Regions from separate parts of the Mus musculus genome. Here all the other regions are linked to region 2. Evidence: chromatin contacts called from public HiCAR-type and promoter capture Hi-C data. All regions are on one chromosome and are shown on one strand. Each heading gives the region's core, a stretch centred on a gene start, on an enhancer-like site or on the middle of the called end of the contact. The rest is flanking DNA. Distances are from core to core; before and after follow the strand shown.

The links. Promoter capture Hi-C pulls out the DNA fragments that hold promoters and counts their contacts. HiCAR-type assays count read pairs that join an accessible place to other places.
Region 1: a contact with region 2 is called in a HiCAR-type map of astrocytes, with 6 times the contacts expected there. The contact joins the promoter of Dennd5b here to the promoter of Tm7sf3 in region 2. A contact is called at or near these places in 2 of 39 promoter capture datasets (cranial neural crest and hippocampal neurons) and 1 of 115 datasets of contacts at active chromatin or transcription factors (astrocytes).
Region 3: a contact with region 2 is called in a HiCAR-type map of astrocytes, with 5 times the contacts expected there. The contact joins the promoter of Amn1 here to the promoter of Tm7sf3 in region 2. A contact is called at or near these places in 2 of 115 datasets of contacts at active chromatin or transcription factors (astrocytes and large pre-B cells).
Region 4: a contact with region 2 is called in a promoter capture Hi-C map of embryonic stem cells, with 6 times the contacts expected there. The contact joins the promoter of 2610017A05Rik here to the promoter of Tm7sf3 in region 2. A contact is called at or near these places in 1 of 39 promoter capture datasets (embryonic stem cells) and 2 of 115 datasets of contacts at active chromatin or transcription factors (astrocytes and embryonic forebrain).
Region 5: a promoter capture Hi-C map of embryonic stem cells shows a contact between it and region 2, with 4 times the contacts expected there. The contact joins the promoter of Caprin2 here to the promoter of Tm7sf3 in region 2. A contact is called at or near these places in 1 of 39 promoter capture datasets (embryonic stem cells) and 1 of 115 datasets of contacts at active chromatin or transcription factors (astrocytes).

What each region holds. Positions count from the first base shown.
Region 1 is chr6:149,100,245-149,102,944 of GRCm38.p6, forward strand. It overlaps Dennd5b (DENN/MADD domain containing 5B), which reads right to left and starts at 1,436. Exons shown (of 21, transcript NM_177192.3): 1 at 939-1,436. The coding sequence starts at 1,065.
Region 2 is chr6:146,633,193-146,635,892 of GRCm38.p6, forward strand. Tm7sf3 (transmembrane 7 superfamily member 3) reads right to left here and starts at 1,400. Exons shown (of 12, transcript NM_026281.2): 1 at 1,194-1,400. The coding sequence starts at 1,269.
Region 3 is chr6:149,187,298-149,189,997 of GRCm38.p6, forward strand. Amn1 (antagonist of mitotic exit network 1) reads right to left here and starts at 1,415. Exons shown (of 7, transcript NM_001113424.1): 1 at 1,309-1,415. The coding sequence starts at 1,346.
Region 4 is chr6:148,830,299-148,832,998 of GRCm38.p6, forward strand. It overlaps 2610017A05Rik (a long non-coding RNA gene), which reads left to right and starts at 1,322. Exons shown (of 2, transcript XR_869626.1): 1 at 1,322-1,410; 2 at 2,567-2,700. It overlaps Ipo8 (importin 8), which reads right to left and starts at 1,169. Exons shown (of 25, transcript NM_001081113.1): 1 at 866-1,169. The coding sequence starts at 949.
Region 5 is chr6:148,894,870-148,897,569 of GRCm38.p6, forward strand. Caprin2 (caprin family member 2) reads right to left here and starts at 1,368. Exons shown (of 19, transcript NM_181541.4): 1 at 1,149-1,368; 2 at 68-287. The coding sequence starts at 244.

The sequences.
Region 1 (2,700 bases), core at 186-2,685, 2.5 Mb after region 2:
AAAAAATCTATACTAGTGCAATCAACCTGGGATGGTATATTCCAAAAAAGCTGCTGTGAAAGGCTATGACCTAAGTGTTTAGCACTGACACAAATAAAGTTCTGGTGGTAGGCGTTATGTGTCTCACCCTTACCAAAAAAAAAAAAAAAAAAAAAAATCACAATTCAGATTCCAAGGAGGAAAGCGGAATGAAAAATTCAGTCAGTCATTTCTCCCCGGCCTGCTTTCTACATTTCGCATTCCCCGGTCCCTACCATCCTTCAACTGCCCGGGTTCCCAGGGTACGTTCCCCAGCTCAGTCCCGCACTGCGTCACCAAACCCGTCAAATGGGGGCCATGCTCCTCCAGTGACACCTCGGCAGTGATTCACGGCGCGCCCCTCTTGGGGAGGATTGTCCAACTACATCAACTCAGGAACCAGGCAGGGGTATCAACAAAGCATCAGGCCGCAACCCAAGCGTCCAAAGGTCCTCGCTAGCTCGCGGCACTGGCACTGCCAAATCCACAGGATTCCAAAGGGTGACTCGCTCGTCATCGCAGAACCAGGGGGAGGGGTGGCGCCGACCCAGAGCGGTCGGGGTCGATCCCGCTGGGCCTCCTGCCCGAGCGGACCTCACCGTAGCCCCGCGGTCCCGACTCCTTCATGGAGCTGCCGACCACCGCATCCGCCGCCAGGGCCAAACTTCACGAACCACTGCACAGCCCGGTCCCGCGCACCATGAGCCACCCGCGAGCAGCGGAGGGTCGGGCCCTCTGGGGACCCGCGCCGGTTACAAGGACCCAACACCCAGGGGCTTAGCCAGAGCGCGGAATTAACAACAATGTCATTATGTCGCCCACGAGTGCCCATCTAGCCGGAGCGCGGCTATAGCCGCCGACTTTTTGTCTGGAGCCCGCACCTCGCCTCCCTAGCGCCTCCAAAGCCAGCCCGGCCTTACCCGCCAGCTCGTCGGGCTCCAGCCCGCTGTCCGCATCGATCCCGCACAGCACGAAGTAGTGCGCGAAGCGACAGGCGGCCGGGGAGGACCCCGAGCCCGGGCCCGGCGCCGCGCTGCTACCGCTCATCCCGCCGCGCTGCCGGTGCGACCGTCGCTGGGGTTCGCGGAGGAGGCTCTCCGGCGTGAACCGATGAGAAGCCTCGCTGAGAAGCGTCGCAGGCTTCCCTCGCGGAGGAGGCCACCGCGGCGCTCCGACTGCGGTCTCCGCCGCGACCCTAGGACGAGCCCGGCGCGCCCATGGCCGCGCAATCGCCGCGGCCGGGATCCTTCTAGACGCTGGTACCGAGGAAGCGGCCTCGGGCTCGCGCGCGGACCGGAGGGCGGGCGGGATTCCGCCGCGGCGGGGGAGGGGCGCGCAGGGGGAGTGTCAGCTAGGGAGGCCCGCGCCGCCGCGGCTGCGCCCGCTGGAGCGCAGCGTCTGGCGCCCGCGGGTCAACTGAACCGCGCTGCGCGACGGGAGCGCCCGCAGAGCTCGGTGGCGCGCGGTTCGGGGCGCGCACCAGTGAGCTCGGAGGATCGGGGGCGCGTCTGGGTGCGTGCCCACCCGCGGTAATATTGAGGAAACCTCTCTTGCACGGTGCAGCCCCCAACAGTCGGTTGAGCACGAGCCGCAGAGCAGGATCGTATCTTCCAGAGAGGATGTCGCCCAACCCAACCTAAACAATAACGTAGCTTTGGAAAAGGGAGACAGCACGCTGAGGTCATTTCCCACAACGTCTGTACCGTATTTTTAAACTGTCATGCAGATGCTTAAACCATTTTAAGATCCTAGTCCCCGGCAGGACGTGGTGACTCACATCTATAATTCCAGCACTCCTGTGACTGAGGCAGGAGGATCCGGAGTTGGAGATGAGCCTCTCTACCTAGTGAGACTCCATCTCAACACACACAAAAATGAGGAGGGTAAATAACAACCTGGGTAATTGACTCTTAGCTTCTATCGTACCTTCCAATAATCTTCCGGAACCCTTGAAATGACTTCTCTTACCATTTTAGCTGGATTGTACTTGGGATGGGGAGTATTTATGCTTCCTGGTTCATTCTTTCCAGTATCTATAGAACCTTGGGTCCCACTTGACCTGCCATTTATATTTTAGTGAAGGAAAGAATGATGATAATCTAGGTAGTATCAGGATGGTGCTACTGGGAAAATAACCAACTTTGAAATCTGTAATGTATATGGACATTTAATGTTATGCAATTATTGCTTCTATTATACAGAGTACACATAAAAATATTTTACTGAGTATTTCTATTTTTGTTGGTGGCTTCTTGCAGGATGTTAGATTCTAAGCTAGTCAAATATAGCAGAAAACTGATTTATTGTTTGTGCTAATCAAGAAACATGCTTTCTGTTCATTTGAGCAGTAACTGATTTATAAAATTGTAAACAGTAATGATTTAGTTTTGTTTTATTAACATATATAGAATACTGTATTTAATCATGACATTTCCATACATGTACTTTCTTGTTTTGTTTTTTGAGACAGGGTTTCTTTGTGTGACAGCTCTCGCTGTCCTAGAACTCTATTTGTAGACCAGGCTGGCCTCAAACACACAGAGATCCTCCTGCCTCTGCCTTCTCAGTGCTGGGATTAAAGGCATGTGCCACCACAACCCAGCTTCATGTACATATTTTGATCATATCTTTTTATAACCTTCTTGTACCCCCTGTCCCACCCCATTCCCTCTGATCTCCTTC
Region 2 (2,700 bases), core at 150-2,649:
TGCCATGCTCAGGAAGGGCACCAGGCCTGCTTAAATGCTAGGCGAACACTCTACCAACTCAGCTACATCCCCAGCCCGGGGGCAAGATATTCCTCTCAGAAAGTGGCTTTGCTGAAGTGCAGGGGTCATGCAACTTGCAGGGCAACACACCAGGTGTTGCTACGTTTGTAGCAAACGAGCATTTGGAGCCTCCAGAGGGTTGGATTGATTGCTAGCTCCTGGGGCGTTGAGGATTAGAGTACTCAGGCTGTGAAACGGACCTAGCATTCAGCCAGGGCCAGAGGCCAATGCTTCCTCTCTGCTGTAAGCCAGAGTTTTCTTCAAGAAAATAGGTGTGTGTGTGTGTGTGTGTGTGTGTGTGTGTGTGTGTGTGTGTGTGTGTGTGTATACACTTAACACACAAATATTTGTACTTTTCAGTACTGGCCTTAGTTGTACTCGAAGATCCTAAAGTGCGGTACTATCCCTGGCTTTTCACAGATAAACATTAGGAGAAATGATCCCATCACTCAGAAGACTATTGTATTTGCTACTTGTCTAGAGCTCAAAACAAGGAATGTACTTAACGCAGCCAGAAACAACACGTGACCACCAGCGTGGCACAATTAGTGCTTTTCATGCTTCCCATTAACGCCCCCGCTCCTGCCCAACAGTCGCTAAACCCCTCTCTCTCAGCACAAGACCTAGGATTTCACGTCCCATCACTGGCTCATTTTTCCTCTCAAACTGCAAATCGTCACCCAGTTAAAAAAGCAACTAGATTTCGGAGTATCAAAGTCAGCTACTGCGTGGAACGCCTTAGTTCCTCGATGGACTTTGCTACCGGTAGCCGACGGGTTCGGTTTGGTTTTAGTTTGGGCCTGACGCTCACTCTCCGGGCGGTCTCGAACACATAATCCTCCTGTCGCAGCCTCAGGGGTGCTGCGCTTACAGGCGTCCTCCCCGAAATTCAGTTTAAAAGGCCGTTTCAATGCGTCCAATTAAAACCACAAACATGGCTGCTCCCTGCCGGGAAGAATGCCTCAAAGGGGGCTACTTATCTCTTCCCGGTTCCCAGCCCAAACCAGGCGCTGGCAGGATGGACACGGTCCCGAACCCGCGGCCTGACGCGCATCTGCAACCGGGGAGGGCTGCACAGAGCCGGGCAGCCTGCGGCCCTGCTGCAGGAGCGGAGGCAAGTTCGGGAAGCTCACCGTCGCTGGAGTTCGCCTGGGCCTCGGCGCTGCCCGCCGCCAGCACCGCTAGGACCAGCAGGCGCAGCCGCCACATCGCTGCGGGCCGGGGCGCGCGGGCCAGGGGCGCGCAGGCCAGGTCGCTTGCTACCCCGGAGCGCCCGCGCGCATCGCTTTAGCGCGCCGGCCCCGCGCGTGCACCTGCCGCCCCAGCCCCGCCGGGCGCGCGCTTCCGGCACGACAGCCGCGCGCGTCCCCGGCCGGCCCTTGCGGGCGCGCGCCTCCTGCCGGGGCTTCTGGGCTCCCCGGGCTCACGGGGCAAGCCGGGACGAGTTCTTGCTTTTGTGTCTTTCCTTTCTCTCTTCTTCTTTCCTTCCTTCCTTCCTTCCTTCCTTCCTTCCTTCCTTCCTTCCTTCCTTCCTTCCTTCCTTCCTTCCTTCCTTTTTTCTTCTTTCTCTTTTCTTCTTCCTCTTTCTGTCTTTCTTTTTTCTTTTCCTTTTATTCCTTGTTTTTTTTCAAGATAGGGTTTTTCTGTGTAGCCCCAGCTGTTCTGGAATTCACTCTGTAGACTAGGCTGCCCTTGAACTCAGAAATCGCCTGCCTCTGCTGGTACTAAAGGCATGCACCACCACCACCCAGCTACTTTTTGTCATTCTAATTGTGCAAAATAACTCTCTCTCTCTCTCTCTCTCTCTCTCTCTCTCTCTCTCTCTCTCTCTCTCTCTCTCTCTCTCTCTCTCTCTCTCTCTCTCTCTCTCTCTCTCTCTCTCTCTCTGTCTCTCTCTCTCTCTCTCTCTCCCTCCTAAGACTAGGTCTCTCACAATCCAGAGTGACCTCCAGCTGCTATGCAGTAGAGATGACCTTGAACTTCTGACCTCTCGCTACTTCCTCCCAAGGGCTGGGAAGATAAACTTGTGCCACCACTAATGAATTTCATATTTTATTGAGATATTGAGGCACAGTGAGGTGCCCCAAGCCACAAATAGGATTCTTAGTATCTTAAAAGGCACTTATGAAAAGGGGACTGGGGAAAACTTAAAAAAAAAAAAAAAAACAAGCATAACACAAACTTGAGTTAATAATATAACCTGTCGCACTCTTTTCACTGAGATATGTCTCAATGTAGGATACCAATGACAGCCATGATAGAAACGGATGTAAAATGTATGAGAAATTTTGCAATTTTTCCTGTAACCTAAACCTATTTTAAAATAAATTGATAACATTTTAAATGGAAAAGGCAGGATGTCTGGTGCTTGTTTTTCCAGCACTTCGGAGGCTGAGGTAGGAAGCTTGCCAAGAACAGGAGAACACAGACTCCATACATAGTGAGACTGTTGAAAAATAGTAATGATAAAATCAGTAAACAAATTAACATAATGGACAGTGCTGGAGTCATTCCTATGCAACACCACTTACAGCAGTGGTTCTCAACCTTCCTAATACTGCAGCCCTTTAATACAGCTCGTGTTATGGTGACCCCAAACCAAAAAATTATTTTTGTTGCTACTTTATAACTATAATTTTG
Region 3 (2,700 bases), core at 165-2,664, 2.6 Mb after region 2:
TTAGTTATTTCCCTTTAGAAAAGCATCCATATTGTTCTGTGGTATGGTAACAATATTGTCAAATTGCTTTCTGGTAAGTCAGCTTTAAGTTCTATCTACACAAACAATTGTGGCATACTTGCAATCCCAGAACTCTATGGGTACAAGCAAGAAGGATCTTGAAGTTCAGGGACATCCTTTGCCACACAATGAATTTCTAGCCTGTTATGCTACATGAGACCCTGTCCTCAAAAAGCCAAAGCCAAAGCTGGTGCTGATAACTCAAGTCTATAATCTCAGCATTTGGAAGGCTGGGGCAGAAGACTCAAGAGTTCAAGGTTAGCCTGACATTGTGGGTCTGAGGCCAGCCTGTGCTACATAAGATTCTGTCTCAAAACAAAAGGGTTGGGGATATAACTGAGTTGGCATTATGCTTGCCTCGGGCTCAGGAGGCTGAGGTAAACTGGGAATAATATAGTGTGTGTCTGTAATCTCAACATTCAGGAAATGAATGAAGAAGGATCAGAAGTTTAAAGTTATCCTTGGCTACACACACAATGTGTTCTAGGCCAGCATAGGCTACATGAGACTGTCTCAAGGAAAAATAAATAGCAACAAAACAATACAGAAGAAAAAGCTGGAACTTAGGCAAGAAATAACATTTGTTTATGTACTGTTAAGTCAACAACGGAACCAATGTAGTCTTTGTAGTTTCCAATTGTTAAACCATTCCTGCTTTTCTGTTAATAGTTTTTCTTTCTAAAAATAGAAATAACAAGTAATACTAAAGCCTGCCTCTAACTCACTATATGGCTGAAGAGCCTTGAACTTCAACTTGAATTCTCAAGAAGTGTTTGGATTAAGGGCTTTACATATGTTAAGCTGATTCTTACAAAGACTCCTTGAGACAGGTACTAATACGCGATTTGCTTGGGTATGCGTGTGTATTACAACATTACCCCGTTAGCTTCGAATTTGTGGCAATCCTGTTTCAGTTTCCGGATAGCTGGGATTATAGGCGTGAACTGCCACGCCCTACTGTTATCCGAATTTTAGAAAGCTCTCCTGTACAATCGGGAGAGATTGTTACTGTTCATGGTCCCAAAGCTAGCGAGTCACGCCGGTATTAGTGGAGGTTTGTTGGTCCAGCCTGGCTCCAGGTTTCTTTTGTTCTGCCTTCACCCTCAACGCCCACCTGAGACAGGCCATCGGGTGGAGCCGCCAGCCCCACGGTGCACCACAGTCCTCAGAGACCAGACACAAAGCCGGGACAAGGACTAGGAGCCAGCAGGACGTGAGGGAAGGGACTGGGAGCTGGGGCGGACTCACAGTTCCAGGAGCTGACTGACTACTCCGGACAAAGGCATCGCGGAAGCCCTCTTAAGCCTGGACGGCAGTTGCGGCCCTCCACAACCAACTTCCGGTCGCGCAGGACTGGTAAACCTAAATGACGTCACAGAGTTGGACCTGGGGCGTGGCCACATTAGGAGCGGAAGAGGAAGTTCAGCGCTCTCTCTGGGCAGAACTGAGGGCTGCTCAGAACTAACTGGCACAAAATGTAGAGGCATCCAAAGCGGGAGCAAAGCCCCCTGGGACTTGTAGTTCTTCCTGCCCGCTATTGCCAGTTACTGCTTCTCCTGCCCAAGAGTCGCCAGAAGTCGCTGTCCAGGCAAAGGCTAATGGCAGGTCACTGCTTTTGCTGGTGCGATGCCAGGTCCCATGAAGCAAACCAAGTCTCTAGTCAGATACAGACACCGACTTCAAACACGGGGTTTACAGGACTGCAGTAGTCATCTCCACAGAGTGCGCCTGAAGCAAGAGCTGAACCATGCAGTCCTGGGTCATTCCAGGAATGGGACATATTAAGGCCTGTTCCGTTTAACATGACTAGCTATTTTGATTTTAGTCTCCATATTGCTCATAAGGTGAAATTAAGTACAGGTTCTCAGATTGTGCTTCCTAGAAGTAATTATTCGTAGCTGACATAACGTTCTCCATAATACTCATGCTCTGTTAGCTCAATACTCTGGAAACCCCTAACTACCACCTTACCCATCTCACTTAGTACCAGTCAGCTTAGAGGGCAGCTCATAATACTGATAAGACTAAGCGACTCTGATCGAACCCTGAGATGGCTCCAGGAGAGGGTATTAGGCCTCAAGGGAGAATTTCTCGCTCCCGACCCCAGGACGATTTCGCAGAAATGACTGACAAAACACTTCTCAGAAAAATCATACAACGTCCTGGCTGAAGGCCACCTGGGCCCTCTGGGGAACGAAGTTACTCTCCCAGGATGATCTGATATTGGCCCAGCCAATCAGCCAAAAGGTCAGCCTAACAACTTATCACCAAGGGCTTAGGTGTTGTTACTGTAATAGGCTTAAAAATGTATAAAAGGTGCTTGTATGTAGGGTCGCCTCCGGTCTCTTGGTCTCTTGCCTGAGAGACCGCTGAAGGTCGATCCCAGCGGACCAGAAAAATAAACCTCTTGCTTTTGCATGGATCTGAGAGTCTCATTTCACTTCGGATGGGGGGGCGGGGGTGTGTGTCTCCCGGCAGGTAATGATACTCTGGGGCTTTACAATGTCTTCTGCACTTGGTTTTCCTATAACCAGTCTGCCCTAGGTAGCACAGTCTGGTTCCCAAGTCCTTTCTATGTCCCTAATCGATAAGCCTGAATTAAGTAGTCAATAAACTTTCATCATATCTGAGATTAGTGTC
Region 4 (2,700 bases), core at 72-2,571, 2.2 Mb after region 2:
ATTTTAGTAAGAGGATGATAGTCCCTCTTACATGAGCAGAACCAGAGCTTGTGATATTACAATTCTGAAAGGTTGGGCCAGATGTGGTAACACACACCTTTAAACCCAGCAGACTAGAGGCAGAGGCAGAAGCAACAGGCAGATTTATGAGTTCCAAACCAGCCTGTTTAACACAGAATTCCAGGTTAACCAGAACTACACAGTGAGACCCTGTCTCTGAAATGAAAGGAAGAAAAAAAAGGAGGAGGAGGGAGAAGTATGGTATGGACAAAAAAAAAAAAAAAAAAAAAAAAAAAAGACGAGAGTAACACTGGAACAATGAATGTCTAGACTGCTTAGAAAAATGGAAAGCAGCTAAAGCAAAGTCACACACATTTCAGTATTCCAAAGAAATGCCTCAAATATTGTATTACTGGCCGGCCCAGTCTTTGAAATGGTACGGGGAAACCGCGTGCCCTTCCTAGAACTCTCTCGGACAGTGCTGCCCAGCGCTCCAGCAATACTGTGCCATGATCCACACTGCCACCGCCAGAAGCAGGCGAGGGGCAGGGTTTCCGACAGCAACACCTGAAAAGGGCGGGTCCGGAGAAAAGCTAGCTTAGCTTTGGTGAATTTTCCCACCGCGTCTCCACGTAAGCGCATTAAAGGAAAAGAAAACACACCCAAAGACCACTATCAATGGTTTCGTAGCTTCTTTGTGCTATGTGTCCAAGAGAACTGAGCAAGTGCACCAAGAAAAGGACAGATAGCCAACAGGTGCTCCAGTTGCTCCGCAGGGGTCCTGGTCTCAGGCTGGGGTTGGAGGAGAGAGGGAGAGAAGGGAGAAGAGTAGGAAAAAGAGAAAGAGGGGCAGCCCCTCGCTCACCTGGTTAAGCTCCGTCTCAGCTGCAATTCTCAGCTTTGGGTCGATAGTGCCCTTCAGCGCCTGGATGATCCGATTGAGGTCCATGTCCGCGGGCGGGAGCTCGGGTCCCAGAGCCAGCAGGCCGGGTTGCAGCCGGGATGTCTCCTGGCCCTTTTTGGCCCCCTCTACCTCAGGGGACCACCTCACCCCCACCCCCTGCCGCTGCCACCACCGCCTGCAGCTACTTGCTGCGCCACTCTGACTCCGCGCCCCCTGTCCTCCCTCCTTCCCCCCGACAACTCTCTCTCCATTCACCTTTTACGACAGCCGGTGGGAGGTGGAAGAGGAAACGGAGACTCCTTTACGGCTGCCTCTTCCCCTGGCGTGCTGCACTGACCAGCACCCGCCAGAGACGCCATGATGCTCGTCTCAGGAGCCGGCATTCATTGCACAGCGGTGCTGCTACAGGAAGTCGCTCAAGTTTGTTCCAAACACCAGACTCCCGCAGACGGCCGCCATGATGCGGTACGGAAATCCTAGCTTGTCCACCCACTGGTGTGACCAAAGTAAGTTAATTGGCCTGGCATCTATTTACAGTTGTTGCAAATTAGGCATATCTAAAGGGAGTGGTACTTTTTGTTCGAGAACTCTGAACATCACAACTGAGCTGTTTCAAGACAAACTTACTGGAATCCTGAACTTACGTAGCTTACAGAAGAGGTTTCCTTTAATGTTTGAGCGCCACCCTTTATCCTGCCATTCATTCTTTGAACATTTGTTAAAAATGTTTACAGACAGGCACCATGTTATAATAACAAGATAAAATTTAATGCAGGTTTGTATGTATGAAAACTCAAAATCTAATAGATAATCAAATGTGTGTGTGTGTGTGTGTGTGTGTGTGTGTTTCTCTTTAGAGTGTAAAAACACAAAAATGCAGTAGTCAAGGAAACTATATGACCAAAAGTGCCCAAAATGTCCAGACTTTCACTGTGAAAGGCAAGAAGGGTTATGCTGTTTCCATCTACAACTGCAAAGCATACAAAACATAAAGTAAAGATGATTGTGGGCAAATGCTGCTGAGATGTGATCCTCCAAGGAGCATATAATTACGATGTATTGGTTCAATTAAATTTAAGAACAGTGTAGAAAATGAGACAGGATGTATGCTATATGACTGATTGCTTCCAGCAATGCCCATTTCAGTCCATTATGCACACAGCCATCAGAATGAAAAATGCATTTTCAATTTGAAATGTTACCTTTGCTACCTGCACCCCCAATTTCCTTTACTTATGATATCAACTCTAATAGACCTTTGAGTGGAAACATCTAGTTTCTTTGGAAAGTTATGTCAAATGATGGTTTGCAGGAGCACACAGGTGGATGTCAGTGCTAAAGCAGACACAGGTAAAAGGATATTTTGCTGGAGCAGACACAGGAAAAAAGTTTTTCCTCTAGCAGACACAGGTGAAAGGATGTCTTGATATAGCAAACACGTGAAAGGATGCTTGATGAAGGAGTATAAATATGACCCCCAAAGACAGTGGGAAACAAGCAATGAGCGTTGGTTTGCTCTGCCTTGCTAACACTCTATGAGCCTTCTATTGTTGCGTTCAACTTGTGGTAACACCAGCACTGAGAAAAATTCGTCCAAGAACTGCTTGTGAAGTTCCTGCAGCAGCTAGTAGCTTCTGCTGGTGAACCTGGCAATTTCTTCAGGATTGAACAACAGCTTCTGGTTCCTGCCTAGTGTCTGCCTGCCTAGAGAACTGGTCTGCAGCTGCTGAGTCTTATTTGGTGATTGCTACAGGACTGAACTACTGAGAAAGATCAAGCTCACCCACAAAGAAATA
Region 5 (2,700 bases), core at 118-2,617, 2.3 Mb after region 2:
GAATGTCGAATCCTTAACCTGGCTTATGGTAATGCACACTCAGGGATGGGAGGGGTAGAAAGGTTACCTTCTTCTTCTCGATGTTCCTAATTTTGTGTTTAAGGCATATAAGTCCATTATCAATATAGGTTTCATATGCCTGGGAAGGAGATGCAGCAGAACTGAGAGTAGACTGCAGGGGGCTCAGAGCCCGCTGGTTTTCCCCTTGCTGATCCTGGTTCACTTGGGACTTGGCTGACTTCATACTTCCCACTTTTCCCTCCTCTGAATGGCCGGCCTGAAGGTGACTGGTAACCGAAAAGGGATGGAGAGAGTTGCACCACTGAAACAGATGAGGCTAAAGGATGGGGGCAGGAGGAGTTAAGTACCAATGTAAACTAAAGGTGCACAACGAGGAGCTTCTTTAAAATGAAATGAAGTCAAAACATAACGTTGATTCAGACAGCGTACTTCCACTCCCCTACTAAGGTTAATTGACACAAGCAATAGCCAATAAAGACAGTCTATACGTAGGCAAAATTTACACTATAGGAATGTTTCCAGAAGTTCTATTCCCCACATGGAGAACTGCTAAGCAAGCGGAAGGCTTCTGATCTCATTCTGAATAATTTCTATGGTCGGGGGCGGAGGGTGAGGGTTGCAGCCACAACTTCAAGCTATCTCAAAGTCTACGTGAACCAAGTTTCTTGTACTAAATGACAACACTCTTTGACTGTCCAGGACCTAACCAAGTGCATCCCCCTGGACACTGCTGCCAAGTCTCACAAACTGTACGCCGAGGTGGCTTCCAGTTGTGTTTACAGTAACTCACAATCACTCACTCCTATACTGGCAAGCCTTCCGCTACCCGCACCAAGGAACCGGGAAACCAAGGAGTCGGACACTTCAACTCTATTCAGAAATCCTGCCCGTAAGGAGCAAGACCAGAGCTAGACAGCCCCTGGACACCATTGCTCGTTCAAGTGCCCCAAGGGCCCGAGTAGAGGAGCCCCAGTCAGGGTCACAGTCTAAGGGCCCACGCAGCCCACCAGACGCAGAGCGCTCTGCAAAGCCGCTGAGAAGCCCGACCCCAGAATGCTGGGGCACCACGCTTCTCCACCCCGCCGCGGCCGCGCAGACCCACCCACCCCGCCGCCGTCCTGCTTCACCTCCCCGGCTGCCTCCGAAAGCGCGCGGGAGTCCTGCGCGCTGCAAAGTGGGCGAACTCCACCCCGCACTCCCTTCTCCCCCCGCGTCCCTTCCTCCCGCCTCAGCTTAGCCTGCGGCCACCGCCGACAGTGCACCCAGCCAACTCCGCTGCTCGCGCCCAAGCTGTCCCCCTCAAGGCGCGCGCAACTTATGTAGGCCGCGCACGGCGCGACCACGCCCAAATCCCGCCTATTTCCGGTCCTCTGCCCCGCCCTCTAGCACGCGAGCTCCCCTCGGAGGCTTCGCCTTCCGGTGTCCCCTCCCACTCCCCTCTCGTGCGCTAGACCACCACAGTCCGCCCTTTTCCGGTACCCGGGACCTGCGAGGGACAGGTCCTTTCCGGTGCCCCTCTCTGCAAGCCTGCGCTTGGCGCGTACCTTCCCTGCGCTTCTCTGTTGCGCCTGAGGCTGGTGTGAGATACTGCACCTGGTAGCATGGATGGGCCCGCTTGTTTCAGCCAGCACTGGTGCAGATGATTTCAATTCTTGGAAAAGAGGCAGCAAGTCCTGCGCAGAATGACCAGATAAGCCAGCCTTCAGGCTCTAATGGTTTAAATGGGCACTTCTAAAATACAAGAGCACCCTTGCCCCACAGATGATTTTTCATTGTAGAATGAGTCAGAGGACTCAGCCTGTAAGAGCAGCAGAGTAGATGACTGCAGCCTTTGTAGTAGGAGGGTATGCGCCAAGGCTATGTGTCGCTATGAAGCAATTCATTTCATTGGCACTAAAAGAGTTGTTAAAATTATTTGTTGGGCCGGGCAGTGGTGGCGCACGCCTTTAATCCCAGCACTCGGGAGGCAGAGGCAGGCAGATTTCTGAGTTCGAGGCCAGCCTGGTCTACAGCGTGAGTTCCAGGACAGCCAGGGCTACACAGAGAAACCCTGTCTCGAAAAAAAGAAAAAAAAAACAACAACAAAAAAAAGTTATTTGTTGGGTTGCATAAAGTTAACAGAAAACAGGAAGAATGTCAGCTTCTGAAGGACTGGTGGTAGTTCCTGTATCAAATGAGGTTTTAGGGGTAGATTACTCCCTAATACCAGGGAGGCAGGAACAGACCTAAACAAAAAACACTACCTCATAAACTAAATAAAATAATAAAGTTAATAAATTAAAACTTGTGCCCAAGTATTTTACCAAATAGAATTGGTTTTAAGTCCTATCCTTGAGGCAAGGGTAATTATTTAGAACAGGGCAGTCAAAAGCATAATCAAGTAAATAAATGGAAAGTCTGGACAAGACCACCCAAAAATCACCTTGGCTTTGGCACTTCTTGTTACCTATTACATGTTTACCTGCATGTATGTTTATGTACATGGTTGCCTGGTTCCTGCTGTAGGTCAGAAAAGGGTGTTGGATACCCTGGAACTGGAGTTATAAACAGTTGTGAACCACCACGTGGGTGCAGGGAATTGAGCCCAGGGAGGGCCTGTGGAAGAGCAGCCAGTGCTCTTAACCACTGAGTCATCTCTCCTCCCTGTCCTATTATGTTCTTTAATGTTGTATTTTAGCT